Linked DNA regions of Larimichthys crocea: region 1 is linked to region 2. A link is a contact called in public Hi-C data. All regions are on one chromosome and are shown on one strand. The core of a region is the stretch at or near the end of the contact, and the rest is flanking DNA. Distances in the headings are between cores, read along the strand shown.

Region 1 (3,313 bases), core at 206-2,705, 240 kb after region 2:
GACACTTTGGCTTGTCACTCCATGAAAACAAATGCATGTGTAAGAATGCGGTTGCAAGATGTGTGTGTGTGTAGAGCATGTTCACTTAGTTCATGTCACAGTGATGTACACAAGCCAGATGGTGTCGCAGTAATTTGCAGACAGCAAGAAGGTTCTGGATCTTAAAGGTGTAAGCTGTAATATACAAAGCATACACCTGCAGATAAATGATTTATCTTGTAATCTACAGATCAAGAGCAAGTTCTTCATTCTCTCAAACATCTCCAGCCTTTATAAGAAGAACCTGTAAGCTGTAACTACACTGGTCTAATGAAATAATGGCCATGAAGCATACAGATGTCTTAATATTTTATTTCTCTCTCTCTCTGTCTGTCTGGTTATCAGACACCATGAAAACTTTAAAGAAATATAAACATTTTCATATATACAGCTCCCCAGCAAGTGTCGGCAGACAGAAAAGTGATATCAAATAAAATTACTGAAACGTATTACATTGTACATATTACAACACATAAGCCTTTACATCATACACAATATACACAACTAAAATACAACTACTGTGTGCGCCTCTTGGACCCAATAACAGTATAAAGGATGAACAGAGTATGCGTGACGTCACCCGTAGGTTTCCAAAGTGCTGTTTTGAAGCTCAGAATCTAATCTAATAATAATAATAATAATAATAATAATAAGCTAATCTAAAAATGGGCAAAGACATGGATCATCAGCAGACCTGAGGCGGGCTGAATGATGACTAGTTGTGCAATCAAGCCACCTGTAATGGCACCTACCTGTCAATCAAAGCAGCCATACTGTTAATTCACGTAACTTTAAGCCTTAATATCATTTGAACAGGTGAGTTGTATATAAATTCACCCTCAGTACAGTTGTCATGAACAGGGAAATTATCTATAGAGACCAAAACTGTTTTTTGTACCAGGCTGTAAACATGTTTATTTCTGCTCTGAAGCTGGACATTTGAACATGGGGACTTATGGACACTGACTCATTCTGCAGCCAGTCCTGCAGTTTTTGGCACTTTTGCTTTGGCTTCACTTTACTGCTACTAAGGTTATTGCTTGCTTGGACCACATGCAGAATCAACGTTACAATGGGGCAGCAGGTCTTCTCTCTACATCCATGCTCTCTCCCGCTCACAATGCCACAATTACCACTCAACTAAACTCTGGTCATGTGACCAATTACTCTCTGTATTAAACAAACATAACCTTACAAAAAGGCTTTAAATATTTGAATTAACATTTTTAAAGTAGTACATTTTAATGCATTAGAGAATATTTGTGTTAACAAAGTTATTTATTATATTTTAATCCTTTATGAACTGAAATAAATATGGATTTTATAACACAAAATAATATAAACAACTGCATATAATGGACTATTTCTGGTGTTCTAAGGCCAAACTCCACTCAAAACTAAACTCCACTAAAAATTAAAAAGATGTGTGATTTATCTGTGTGTAGTTGTTAAGGAACAGATTCATGTTGTTATTATAGGCGAATTATTAAAGTGCTTATTGTAAAACGTTGCCAAATGATTTAGGCGCCAAAGACAGTGTCGTGAGGATCCGCTCCTCCTCGGTATTTTCCGCTCTTCTCCGTCCGCACGTCGGTAATTTTCGGCCAGCGTCGCCATCTGCTCTCTCGTCCTTCTCCAATCTCCGTGTTGTTGTTCCCGGTGACGCGGCGGAGGTGTAGCCTGACGCGGGCTCTTACGTGTCGGCCAGAATAAAAGTGGAGCTCCGGAGGCCCGGGAGTGACGAAGGGAGTCTGTACCGGTAAGGACGGAGCGGTGTCCGGGGCTCTGAGAGACAGGACGCGGCTGTAGAAAGTGTCGGTGTGGTCGGGTTCGGCCCGGAGGAAACAAAGAGATCATGGCGCCGCGGTGTGTTTGTATGAGGACGGACGGTGGGAGGGGAGGGGAGGCTGCGGCTGACTGGGACAAGCACGGTGCTGGTGTGTGTGTGAGTGTGTGTGGACCGGGGGACGACACGGTGTGTGTTAACACGTCACAAAGTGTCACAGCACTTTAGCGCCGTTCGCGCGCTCAGCTGTCAAATGCTGCGGTGGTGGACAGAGCTAACCCCGCACACGTTTGCGCCGTTTCTACCCTTAACGGCGCAGTGGGACCATTAGCCGCTATATGTTCATTTATTTCTGTCGCTCACTCGACTTAATTTGGATATTTCCGCTCTCATATCGATTATTCATGAGTGTACACGCCCTCTCATGACCCCGCTTTATCGATAACCGTCTCGGTGCTGTCTGTCATTCATCGGTCCGGACGGTGTCCGCCGTTACAGGCCGCCGTGCTCGGTTGAAAACATGAAGTGAGGCCTGGAGACTGAACACCGCGTGTTATTTCTGCGGTCAGACCGATGTGTTAGCTGGTTGTGGTCTGCTGGGATGTGAGGTGTGTGTGTGTTAAAGAAGAGGGGGGCGTTTCCCGCCATGTGGCTGTGCTGTCACACAGCGAGCTTCCAAGTGATGTTTGAAAAGCAGAGGGAGAAATGTGTAAAGCCAATCATGCGGCGGAGAGACGCTACGCACAGTGTGAGATCACAGTGAACAACAGGTCCCAGATCAGCGCTCAGTGCCCGGCCCCGCACTCTGAACCAGAGTCGGGAGATACTGAGGAGGAGGAGGATGTAGCAGGCAGGTGGAGCAGCCGCACCGACATGCAGCAGCTTCATTAGTTTCTAGTGTTTTTAATTAGACTGCGTGGAACCCCAGAGGTCATCCATCTTCATTACAGTTCAAACATTTCACGCCATTAAAACCAACAAAGATTTCTTATTTTAATTTCTTTTAATTAGTTGATTAAAGGTGTTAAGATAAATGAAGCCTCCTTTTTAATTAATTAATCACCCAGCTTAGTCTCACAGTTCTAATCATGAGCTCGTTTGCTAACAGTGGTTTTATTACTATTACTTAAATGAGATAATTAAGCAGCAGGGTGTCATCACTGCTATTTGTTTTCATTTAATCAAAGGTTTAGTGTCAGATTTAGGGGTTGTATTTACACAAATGGAATATAATATTCATAATAAGGTTGTCATAAATATTTATATATAACATAGCTATGAAAAAATCAGATTTTCAACCCAACAGGAAAGAAAATAACTATTAATACGGTTAACCTTAATTCATGACTTTTGATGAATGCACTGGTTCTCAACCTATGTGTACGTGACCTCAATGAAGTTGTACTAACGTACTTTATTTTATTTATTTTATTTACATATAATATAAATAATAATACTAATTATTAATACTGCAAAAAAATAATAAAA
Region 2 (3,009 bases), core at 153-2,652:
CACAAAATCTTCAAATCTAAAAGCATTAAAGACGTGAGAGGCTCAGAGTAGCGGTGTGTATCTGTAGTTCTGTGTATGTGTGAGTGTGTGTGTGTGTGAGAGAGTGTGTGAGTGTGTGAGATCAGGTGAGACTTTTAAACAAGGATCAACCAGTGCACATTATTGTCTATCTATTGTCTTACCTATCAGTGGATTGTTCATATACAGTGTGTGTATATTTATTCTGTCTGAGTGTGTGTGTGTGTGTGTTTGATTGGGGTGTGTGTGCGTCGCCAAAATCCGTGTCCGAGCTATGCACACATACCGACAGGTGTTGAATAGATGAATGAAATATTTCTTCATTCGTTTATTTGAAAGGATGAATGTTCTTCTGCTCTCCTTCCTCCCTCCCCCGGCGCACACACACACAGTGTAACTACAGCCTCCTGCTCCTCTTTGACCACTGTACATACTGATCTGTAAATACTGAGTCAAATCAAAATCATCTTTGATTGCCAACTATATTAAAAAATCATTGGAACTGACTTCCTGTGTGCTGTTTGGATGTCTCCTCACACATCTGATCATTCAACAAGAGCTTTCTAAGACTGATCTGGCTCTGTCAGACCTCCAGTTCGTCCCAAAGGTGTGTCATGTCTGGAGCTTCAAGTTCACGTTCAGCTAAACTATAAACTTTCCATGTGCAGTGTTAGTGTTGTGTGGTATGAGAAGGATTCAGGCTTAAAAACTAACTCTTTTAGTTGTTATGAAGACAACTCTGATCAACTCTGCAGAGACTGAGCTGAGATACTAAAATGTGTTTCTCCCAGCAGATGAGGGTCAGGCCCTCTGAGGGGTTCCAAGATAAATGATATGACATCTATTTTTTTGCTTTTTCTTACTGCCTCTGACATCCTCTGAACAGGATCTTTGGTTGAAGTCAAGCGTCCGTCACAAGCTGCTGTCTTCTTTGTTATTTCCAGCTACACTGTAGTTTGGTTGCGGATGGCAGACGTGAAAGACTAATTATTTTATTTATTGATTTGATAGCTACAGAGGGAGACAGTCTTATTTTCTTTTTTTATTCTTCACAAAGTGGTTTCAGTTTCTAATTTCTGTATTTGGATGGGTCAGAGAGGTGAGACAAAGAGTAACTCAAAGTTCAAAATAATTCATCTAGATGTCAAAAGCATTTATATTTTATATTTTTAATAGTAATATTTGTTGTTTTGAGCACCAACAACTTTAATGGTGTTCCACAGTGTTAGAACTGGATCACCGCAGAACTTTTTGTGTTTGGGGTCTTTGATTCATTTGTTTAATGATTTCTGTGGAGCTGATCTGAGACCCGTCTCTCTGTCTCCCCGCCCCTCTCACCTTATCTGTCTGTCTGCTTGCTCCTCATTAACATAATGAAGCACCTGCACAGCGGGAGGTCTTACAGGTTAAAACAAACGCCTCTGCTCTGTGGGAGCAACCAAACATGAGGAGCATGAGGAGGCCACACGGGACTCTCCTGGCGGTGTTAGCGGTGTGTTTCCTCGGAGTGTGTGCCCTCTCACATGTGGACGAGATGAAGACTCAGGAGCGGCTCTTCCTCAGCTCTCTGGGGCTCTCCGGGCCGCCGCGTCCCAGCCACCAGCCCCGGCGCCGCGTCCCCTCCGCGCTCTGGAGGATGTTCCGGAGGTCAGAGAACATGCAGGCCCAGGAGAGCGACCCCTGCACGGTGTCCGAGTACGGAGTTCGCGGGAACATCATCCGATACGTGCAGGACCAAGGTGGGCAGTGTTTTCATATTCATGTAAAATATAAATAAATAAATAAATAATTTTTTTTATTTATTTATATATAATATTTCCTTTTCAGATTCTCAGTGCTTAAAATCTGCATATTTCATCTTTAAATAATCAATAATTCATTTAGATAATATCAGAGACATACCTAAACATCTGGAGCATGTCCAGGACACCAAACATGAGTTAGTTTTGGTAAAAGTATAATTAATGGCCAACAGCTGAAAGAATTGACATTTTAAACATAAACATCATAAATTCTGTGCTGTAATCACAATAACAATATGACCTAATTACAATGAGATGCTATGATAGTGACTGTGACCCTCGTTTCTAGATCAAATCTGATCATTTTGCTTAAAGACTTGGAGAATTGGAGCTGCAACAAACAAGTCAGAGCGTTGTCATTTTCTAGATTATTAAAGTTCAGAAAGTCTAGCCCATCACAAGATCCAAGAGCATAAAGGGGCTCAGACTCAAAGATAAACCAGTTCATTCAAATCGTAGCCTGGAGATAAAGATTGCATCTTCTTGGTTGTTTGAAATAACTACAGAGTTAACTAACAGAATATCAGAGCTTAGAAAAATGCTGAAAGCCGCTAGATCCCTTTCTCCATGGTGAGAGGAGACAGTTTTGAAGTAAGTAAGATCGACTGAGCTTAAAGAAAGTGATAAATAATAGATTTTTAGATCAACTTCATGATTCTCAGGTAGGTCTTTGTGCACAGCACTAACAATTCTGTATGTTTGGACAATAATGTTGCAAATTTAATTAATTTAGTTTAAGTGTGAAATGTTCTAAAGGAGCCCCCCCCAAAAAATTCCTTGAGTGTTGTGGTTCTGTGCTGCAAAGCTCAGCTCATCCGTGTTCATAAAAGAAAGCAGGTTCAGCCAGAAAAAGTCTAATAATGTCAAAGCTATGCACACAGGTGTGAGATAGAGAGAGTCTACACTGTTATTTACTAGTCCAAGTGTTATTGAGCGACCTGACACAGCAATCAAAGCACATTTTTATCAAGAAAAGCTTCTGACGACGCCGTGAAAGGCTTGTTATTCTGCTGTGTTTGCACTAAATCCTCAAGTAGACGCACTTCAGTAAAATAAAAAGTGCAATAGTAATCATGCAGCTGATCTCCTCTTACATAAAACTCCTCATGAACCCTTGAGAAACTGTCATGTCCTTGTTAAAATGCTGGTGTTTTGCAGGCCGGCTGGTGTCTGGCTGGAGCAGCAGCTG

The links. A called contact is a pair of places that touch in the nucleus more often than the background predicts.
Region 1: a Hi-C map of muscle shows a contact between it and region 2, with 10 times the contacts expected there. The contact joins the promoter of creb1b here to the promoter of gdf3 in region 2. A contact is called at or near these places in 5 of 7 Hi-C or Micro-C datasets (all in muscle).

The regions. Positions count from the first base shown.
Region 1 is chrI:24,205,010-24,208,322 of L_crocea_2.0, forward strand. creb1b (cAMP responsive element binding protein 1b) reads left to right here and starts at 1,456. Exons shown (of 7, transcript XM_027284642.1): 1 at 1,456-1,798.
Region 2 is chrI:23,961,804-23,964,812 of L_crocea_2.0, forward strand. gdf3 (growth differentiation factor 3) reads left to right here and starts at 1,403. Exons shown (of 2, transcript XM_019263909.2): 1 at 1,403-1,757; 2 at 2,979-3,009. The coding sequence starts at 1,463. trappc10 (trafficking protein particle complex subunit 10) reads left to right here. Exons shown (of 23, transcript XM_019263917.2): 23 at 1-525.